Regions from separate parts of the Sus scrofa genome. Here region 1 is linked to region 2. Evidence: chromatin contacts called from public HiChIP or PLAC-seq data. All regions are on one chromosome and are shown on one strand. The core of a region is the stretch at or near the end of the contact, and the rest is flanking DNA. Distances in the headings are between cores, read along the strand shown. Region 1 has its middle 45 kb from the start of XKR5. Region 2 holds the start of ANGPT2 (angiopoietin 2).

Region 1 (4,368 bases), core at 713-3,212, 260 kb after region 2:
CTTCTCAAACATCTGATTTGATTTACTAGCATGTGCCTTTTGCCTGTTACTTTTGGGTTTGACAAAATATTTAACCCCAAAATCCTCTTTCCTGTCATCATGGTCAATTTCCATTGTTTTTGAGTTCTTTTCCTTCAAATCGCTGGCAGTGGTGCCTTGGGGGCTGGCCTGATGGCTCCACTGTGTAGCTGGCCAGCCTCTGCCTGGTCGCAGCCTTGAACCATCCATGCTCTTAGGAGCCAGCTCACCATCTTCGGCAAAGGCACTTTGCATTCGTATTAGGTCAGGAAATCAGCTTACTTGAGCCAGTGAAATACAGACTTTATCCATCCGGACGGAGTGATTTCACTTAGTTCCCATGAGTATGAACAAGGCCACACAATCTGTTTCACCTCAAAAGAAGAGCTGTGTTTTAGGAACCAAATCCCACACTTTCAGTCCTAGAGCAATAGAGGCCCTGGAAAAGGACCTTTTAAAAGTGTTGTGATCCTGCTCTATTTTTATGTTACAATTCAAACTTACATAACATTTCTGCTTATCGGTAATGGATTTTTGCTGCAGAATTGTATCAGTGTCCCAGATGAAACACACCAATTAAATCATCATAACAAGATGGAAATAATAATTAAGGGAAATTTTACCTGATTTTCCAGAACCAGAGTAAACCATTTCAAGTAATCCCTCTGAAGAGCTGGGTAATATCAGTTGGGGGGGTGTGTGTGTGTGTGTGTGTGTGTGTGTGCACATGCACACACATTCCCACAGGATACAATTGGCCTAATTTTCAATGGGGTGCAGGTAAAACTTTTGAGACATGTTCTCATGCCAAATTGCTGTTTTCTTCTACTTATTAAAGTGCAATTTAGATCAGTTCCATGTCTTATTAGTTTTTTTAACAGTCCTAAAGTTGGAGCCTACTTCTAATTAGATCAAAATAATGTAAGTTGTATAACTTACTTTGAATGTCATGGGTATGTTCTACATTTAAGTTTTAAGAAGCAGTAGTACCGTGGGAATTATGTTGATTATATGTGATTTGAAGAAGTCAAAATGAACTGCGTTAAGATCATTTGAACATCATGTTTCTTATAACTATCCTTGTATTCTTTTCACAAGAGGTCTATAAAATATTTGTTTAAAAGTGTTTTTTTGTATCAAAATACTCGGACAATTAGAAGCTTCTTTTTAACATGTATTGATATGACTTGAATTATTATTTTCTAGAATTAAGAGCCCTATATCTACCTGTAAATCTTTTTGCATAATATCAGTTTAAGCTTTTGTTTCTGTTATTCTTGATTTACAGCTTAGTTATCCCTTGGTTTTTCTTTCAAAGGAAGCAATCAATGTGCATGCTTTTATGTTTTTCACAAGAGGGTGTGTTTGGATGAAAGTAAAAGAAAAAAATAAAATCTTTCATTGTCTCTAATGTCTGCTATTTAACATTTCACGACCCCAAAATTTACCAACAGTCTCCTATTACATAGAATAGGCTTCATGGTTCACCCTGCATTCCAAGTATATAAAACTACAATAGTTTTTCTTCAATATTGAGCAAGTGTTTTAAGAAGTACATGAAAATCTTCAAAAGTGTGAAGCAATGTATTAGTTTTTCTATTTAAACTCATCTCCGTGTCAGATGCCTCTAATTATCCCCAGTGGTGAGTAAAATGTGACTGAATAATCTTCACCTCGCACATACTAGTGATTTCTTGTATATGTTTCATTTCCATGTGATTTTTTTTTTTTTCATTTAAAGCGGTATCGATTTTCCTTTATATCCAGATTACATAAACCTCTTGTTTTGTAATATTACATGGTTTATACTTACATTCACCGAATAGATTTATGTCAGTAAGTTGATTTAAATAAATTGACCATTGCCCCTTTCTTCTAACCTGTCTCCCAGCTAAAGTGGGGGCCACCACCCAGCTCTCGGAGGGCGAGGATCCCAGACCATTGAGTGGGCGCCATCTAGTGGTGAACGGAGAAATGACTGGCTGCTAGAGGCTGAGGCTGAGGCTGTGCCTGGACAGAAGGACTGGGCCCGAATCCAGATATTTAATGTGATGAATTTAAATAGGAAGATTCCGCAAGGAAAAACCACAGCAGTAACAGCAAGACATCCCGTAACACGAAGGGAAGGGATGCTGTAGCTGCCCTGCGGCCAGGCCCAGGTCTTAGGTTCTCTCCTAGGCCCCGGCTTGTTCGGTTATGCACCTTGCTTCCCACCTGCTTCCCAACTTTAAGAGGACAGGCCTGAACTTCTCCATCCACTCTGCCTTCTGTAGGAGAATAGCTCCCCAGAGCTTACAGCTGGTATTAGTCACCCCTGTGTGAAATAAAATTCAGATTTTATGGCAATGCAAGAAAAACAACAAAGTCTTCTCTGCCCTTTGGCCTCCTCGCAGTGTGGTGTATCTGCATTGTGCATCCACCAAACCTCCCCATCGGCAGAAATGCTGAAACTGAGCAGGGACCTGTGGGGCTCCTGGGCACACAAGCATTTCTGTGTCCCCCATTTCTTGTTTGGGGGCAATGGGCTTCAGAATTCCATGAATTTATCTGAGTTCCAAAAAAGTTCAAACAGTTGCTAATCAGGGAAGGGAGGGGATGCAGAGACCAGGGAGGAGAAGTCGAGAGACAATAGTGCAGCCTGGGGGCAGGGTCCTGGTCCCTCCTCAAGGAATATAGATAATGTCTTTGAATTCTTCAACCCCCAACAAATGGAAGATGTTAATGAAGTGGTTGTTTTTTTTTTTTTGTCTTTTTGCTATTTCTTGGGTTGCTCCTATGGCATATGGAGGTTCCCAGGCTAGGGGTCGAATCGGAGCTGTAGCCACTGGCCTACACCGCAGCTCACGGCAACGCGGATCGTTAACCCGCTGAGCAAGGGCAGGGACCGAACCCGCAACCTCATGGTTCCTAGTCAGATTCGTTAACCACTGCACCACGACGGGAACTCCATGAAGTGGTCTTCATTCCAGAAAGAAGGATCACCACCTTTGAAAAACACTGAAAACTTGCTGTCTACACTGATCTTTATCTGCAGCCCTATTTTTCTCCCCCACACTATAAAAACCATCTCCCAGTCTCTTCCAAGAGGGGCATAGTCTTCAGGGCCTTAGCCTGCTGTGACCCTCCTTTGCCTGGCAAAGCAATAAAGCTATTTTTTTTTTTTTTTCTCCTTCACCCAAAACTTTGTCTCTGTGTTTCTATTCTATACCAGTGAGCAGAGGCTGGGTTTTAGCAACAATACCTGCTCAGCCATGAAGAGCAATGTCCTCCCCAGCATCAGTAAGACCACTCCTTAAAGATAAACTTTCTTCTTGATCTTATAAGGCACTTCAGGGCATTTAGATCTGGATTGTGTAAACTGTCAATAATTCTTGTCATTTGATAAGCAGTCCTGTCCTCCAAAACTTACACAACCATGCCTTGACTTTGAAAGGGCAAGACAGTTCTGGGAGCTTTCTAAAATGCTCTTCCCAGTTTATAATCCTTAAATCTGGCTTGAATAAAATTTTCTATTTCTTTCTTAGATTGACTGGTAAATTTTCTATTGACATCTGCCTCATGGTGTAGGGAAAGATGGGCTGAGTGACCCCTGGGGCCTGGTCCTTAAATGGCCTATCCTCCAGAAGCTGAGTTGGTAGGTCTGAGAGGAGCTCAGGACACTTTTTAAATGACCTGTCAGGTGATTCTGACACAGGAGGTGTTTGGATGTAATAATGAGGCCCGTATGAAACCGAAAATACCTCTGACTCGAACCCAGCCAGAAGCCAGATTAGAAATTGAACCCATGGCTTTTTAGTTAGAATCACTCACTTGGAGTCTGGACTCACTGAGGTTCAGATTCTTTGTGTCTCAGTGCAGAAGAAATTCAGCAAGAGACAGAGTGATAGGCAAGAAATAGATTTATTAAGATAGGACACTTGTGAGAGATACAAGCAGGCAGGCAAGGAGGCTTTGCCTCTATGATTAAGTGGGTCGCATTTTTATAATCCAAAGAAAGTGAGGAAGGGGAAAGGTCTCTTTCACTCATTCCTTGATTAGATGTCAGGCTTACATCACTATCTCTTCCTTGGTATCTGGTAAGAGAGTATCTGATCCTATGAGGTCAAACTAAGACTATATAGCACTTATTCAAATCAGAAGAAGGCTGGTAACATCTGCTAAAATATGTTGACTCATCTCAGGTTTCCATATAATGAGGATCTCCTACTTTGGAAAGTCATCTTTCCCTTGAACTCCTGTCCTTGGTCCTAAGGATCATTATCTTGCAGAACTTGAGTGCAGGCCTCATTGTATCTTTCACTTAATGACCTGAGGCATATCTCTTACTTTTAGTTATGGTTTTATATTTAA
Region 2 (4,739 bases), core at 1,592-4,091:
TGTGATGATCTATCAGTAGGGATTAGGTTGTGATGTTGCTTGTTGTGGCTTATCTGTCATTCCATTATATATTATTTTCTCCTTTATGAGAAAAGCGGTGTTTATTATCACAGGTGACAAAACACAGAAATAAAAAATAAGCAGAGAGGTTACATTCAGTCACTTAAAGCAGATTTCATGTTTGCTTTTTTTGCTTTCATTCCCAAACCAGAAGCCAGTAGACCAAGGGAGGGTGCAAACTGACTTTCTCAGGTGTTTGTTACCCAGAGCGACCCAGAGCACAGGTGCTGAGCCAATGAGAAGATAAGCATTAAGTCATTCTTGGTGATATTTAGCTAGGTAGCCACAGAAAGATTTCAGAAATACCACTGTGCTACTGTTCAAATATTTACTAACTGAACCTGGAAAAGGAAAAACGTTGGTCACCTCATGTAGAATTCCTTGTCCTTTTTCTTCTTTAAACAGATTGAAGAGAAGGGGGTTGTTTATCTAAGAAAGAAATATGAGCTTTGCAATATGGACTTTCAGGTAGAACTAATGTGGGCTTCATTATGCAAATACAATTTAGTGATCTTGCATTTGGCAAAACATTCTTTTTTGTTTCTTGACTATTTATTTTAAGAGATGATTTACCAGTTCGGCAGATTAGAATGTTTACTACAATGGCGCATCTTTCATCTCTCACTGTGACTGTTGGCCCTGGAGTTACCCATGCCACGGGAGAGGAAGGGAAGCTATTCTACCTGAGCCGTGACAACTTAGAAAGAAATGGGAAGGCAGCATGAGCAGATGTTTAGGATGTAGTCTGTCTTTCAAATATTTGAGCCTGTGTTGCTGTGTGCTTTTTAAGTTTAACACTGTTATCTGCACATCTATGAATTTTGGAAGATTTAAAGAGCACTGCAGGGATCTTCTTAGGAAAGGAGAGAAAATTACTGGAGAATTTGCCCAGAAGGGATTGTGCTTACAGAGATAGGACTAATGAGTTTTGTACTCTGGAGCAAGTCTTTCTGATACGTTTTTGTTGTTTTCTGTTCTTTGATTTGAAGCGACCCCTCTTGTTACACTGAATGCAGTGCTGAGGGCTTTCATTCATCTCGGCTCAGGACCAAAGTAATAACTTGGTCATTTCCTCTCCGAAGGTAAGAGAGCTAATGAGAAACACAGATTATGAGCCGAGATCTATTCTGAGATTAAGATAAGGTGTCCTAAGAGAAGGTTTACGGAGAAATGAAAGACTGGGGCAAAGTTTTGAATGGGGGAAAACAGCTCTGCTTTCAATGGTCACGTTCTCTGCTGTGTAAGCATTGTGCTATGATGTCACTGCAATAGTTAATGGCTAATCTATGTATGCAATTTGTTCAAAACTCCTTTAGAATATAAGTAGTCCTTATCAAGAAAAACTCCGGGGTGATTCTGGGTCTCATATAAATAGCCTTACATGTGAAAGTGATGGCTTGTGAAAGGAAACCTGAGCTTTCAGTATCACATTTGAGTTAAATTTTCTGAAAAGTCTGAAACAGTGAAATCACCTGAGCCCCAGGAACATGACCCTCTTGCAGCCAAGCACCCTGCACGCCCGCCCACATGGGGTTGCCTTCAAAACTGATCAAGAAACTGAAGGGTGCTTGAAGGGAGCTGCAGCGCTGAACCCCCTCAGACGCCTGGAAACTCACCCCCACTTGCAAATGGCAAACCCTTGGGATAAAGCCCCCAAGGTTCTGAGAAGCGTAAGCCCTGCTTTATTTAATTTCCTCTCATTTACCAAGAGTCCCCGTCTATTTTAGTAAATAAATTCAGGAAATTGGTAAAGCACTTTACTCCATCCGTTATGTATCAGTAATTAGCATGATTGTCACGTTTTTCCTGGCTCCGGCGCTGCTGTTGCTTGCAGCTTCCCTCCTGTGCCTGCGGCCGGTTTATAACATCCCTGGTAATGGGTTTTATGAGCATAAACTACTTACACAAACAAAACAGCCCACACTTGTGCAGAGAAGTGTGCTTCCTCTGTTTCTAATGATTCCTGACTTTAGAGACTTTTCTCCATCTATCCTGGTGTCCTCCCCCAGTAATCCTTGTCCCTTTCCACCCACGACTGCTTTACACAGCAGGGAAGAATGAAAGAAGTGGCAATTCATTCATAGGTATCAGCCTCTCTCTCCTCTGCTGCCTGATCACCGCCCTCTCCCGCCCGTCTTAGCCGAACCAAGGAAAGGTGATCTCCTACCTTCATTAGCCACTGGGTATTGTTTTCCATGATATTCTCCAGCACTTGCAGCCTCTGCACAGAGTCGTCATAGTCGAGCGGCGCGTCCCTCTGCACCGCGTTGGACACGTAGGAGCTGGAAGGGGAGCGGCAGTTGTCCGTCTCAGGCAGCAGGAACGTGTAGCTGCAGGGGCCGTGCTGAACCTGATACTGCCTCTTCCCCGTGCTGTCCATGCTCTTCCGAAAGTTGTTATAGGCTGCAGCCAAGACGAGATCACAGCTCAGAGTGAAGAAAACAAGCTGCCACATTCTTTTCCTCTGTGGGAATCAACCTCCGTTTAGCAAAGTGCAAGGCACGGGAGGCTCCCGGGTGCTAAGCTGCCCTCTCAGGCACGGGGCTCTGCTGCCATGGCTCAGGGTCCATCAATGAAAGTTCCCGCTTCCCTCTTTCCCTGCAGCAACTTTGGTTTCTGATGCCGCTTTCTCCTCTCTGGTCCCCAGTAAACTGTCAGACTGCAGTCGGAAGAATAATCCTACTCCCTTGTGAAGGCTGCATTCGCCTTCCAGATCAGACTTAATGCGCCTTTGTCTTGCTTCCCCCAGATTCTGCGGTGTCAGGATCCGAATCAATCACTTTCTTTCCTTATATGATAAGTTGATAAGAGAGCCAGACATGTGTAGCTGGCTGCCCCGCCCTCCCCTCCCGGCTTGTCCGTTATCTTCCTGTAGGGGGTCACTAGGCAGGCAACAGGAAAAATCCGAGTGTGGTGTGTGTTGTCCAGGCAGGGCTATAGGCTGTAGAAGCCCTCTGGGAAAAGCCCATCAGTTACAGGACCCCTGGGTATTTCAGAGGCACCACCCTAATTGAGTATTTCCTAGAGAGAGCTTGGCGGTCTCTTGTGTCTGAAACTGATTTCACAGGGCTGAGCTGGTAAAATATCTGGGGCAATAACTTTAAAGTACAATGAAAGTTCCTGTTTTTTCCTTTAGGAATAAAAATACTACAAATATGTCAGGACTTTGGTTTATTTTTGTTATTACCAACAAAAAGGAAGAAGTCTTGCTCTTATAAACTCTTTGCCTTTTTCATAGGGAAAATAGTTTCCTTGGTATTACTTGATTTTTGAACCACTAGCTTAAGAATGCAGAATTTTCATCTTAAAACAATTGGATAGAAACATCTCACTTTATTAAATTGGGTTAGGAAAATCAAGTTTTTGAGCTCTGACATTTAATCTTTTAAACAAAATATCCACTTCAGTATTCAAAGTAAATTTAAAATATGCTGGACTGATTAATGGCCCTCTAAATTATAATACATAGAGAAATCACAGTTTAAATAAGAGGAGGGTGAGAGAGGCATACATAAGCTTCTCCTTTATTAGGTCAGGGTTTGCTCAAATCCCATCATTTTGTAACATACTATCCAGGATCAATTAAATCAGCCACAGTTAGGGTCGAAGGCAAATCACTCCTTTTTAATTAAGCTCTAAATCCTCATCTGTAAAATTCAGAGGTTGCATTAACTCCCAAGATTCTTCTGTTTCAATTCTGTGGCTCCGTAAACCCTCTGTGTTCCTTCCTTCCTGGAGCTAAAACTTAGCACTTCAGAGACTGACAGTTGGCTCACTCACCAGCCAGAGTGCACAAGGGAACATGGAGCCTGGCATGGTCTTTTCACACCTCGTTGCCTGAGATTTGCCTCCAGGCCCGTCCAGCACTGACCTGACAGACCTCATCTACCCGTAAAGCCAGTGTCGGGCAGTCCAATCATGCAAGGCCAGATTTCAGAAGATTTTTAGGGTTTTCATTCTTGGATGACTATGAGATTTGTATAGGGAATTCTGTTTCAAGAGACCTAGTTAAACCTTTATAAAGGTCCCTCTCATGCAAGGACTGGCTCCCAGGTTACCCCCAGAGCAGGGACCTGTCTGAGGTCCACAGACAGAATTCGTGGGGTCTGTGAGCCTTGACAGAAAAAGATGTCTTTTTCACCAAAGTCTAACTGAAAATATAGCCTTGCTTTTAGCTATGAGTAGGTCACAAGCAACCCTGGTCAATATCTCTGGCCACCAATAGGCATCACATATTTTTGTCATGATAAGTCAAGCTGTTACTGCACTCAGCACTACATTTTTACGTAATCTGCCCCCAAGATCCTGTTATTTAATGTCTGAATAAAACAGCCCATTTCCGATAAAGGGTTCATAGACTTCCCCTGGCTATCGAAGGGCTCCATGGCTCAAGGAAAGCTAGATCTCAATTCTGGTACATGCTTTCCACCACAGGAGCAAATTAAATACACCTTACTTGGACCACTGACCATAGAGGGAAGACAGGGCCAGTGTTAGAACCCTGATTCACTGAGGTCTGAAGCAAATGTTTAACTTCTCTAAGTCTGCGTTTCCCTACTTGTGGAATGAGATGACTCTTTCTCTGTAGCACTTTTAGAATTTAAATGATATGGAATAATGCATGTTATTTAGGACTATCACTTCCTTTATCAGCACTTCCATTAAATGGGAATTAGCTC

Evidence for each region. HiChIP or PLAC-seq counts read pairs in DNA pulled down with a chosen protein or histone mark.
Region 1: an H3K27ac HiChIP or PLAC-seq map of alveolar macrophages shows a contact between it and region 2, with 4 times the contacts expected there. The contact joins the enhancer-like site here to the promoter of ANGPT2 in region 2. A contact is called at or near these places in 10 of 47 Hi-C or Micro-C datasets (brain, embryonic fibroblasts, epiblast stem cells and 6 more) and 2 of 2 datasets of contacts at active chromatin or transcription factors (alveolar macrophages and skeletal muscle).

Annotation. Positions count from the first base shown.
Region 1 is chr15:37,852,044-37,856,411 of Sscrofa11.1, forward strand. It overlaps a transcript of AGPAT5 not described here. Among named protein-coding and RNA genes, the nearest start is that of XKR5, 45 kb to the right of the region's middle. Within about 2 kb of position 1,963, at least 5 of the 83 cell types and tissues checked have an H3K27ac peak or open chromatin away from gene starts, as enhancers often do. A contact at or near this core is called in alveolar macrophages, where this site is marked.
Region 2 is chr15:37,591,376-37,596,114 of Sscrofa11.1, forward strand. ANGPT2 (angiopoietin 2) reads right to left here and starts at 2,842. Exons shown (of 9, transcript NM_213808.1): 1 at 2,228-2,842. The coding sequence starts at 2,515. The region is part of intron 12 of MCPH1 (microcephalin); the gene reads left to right.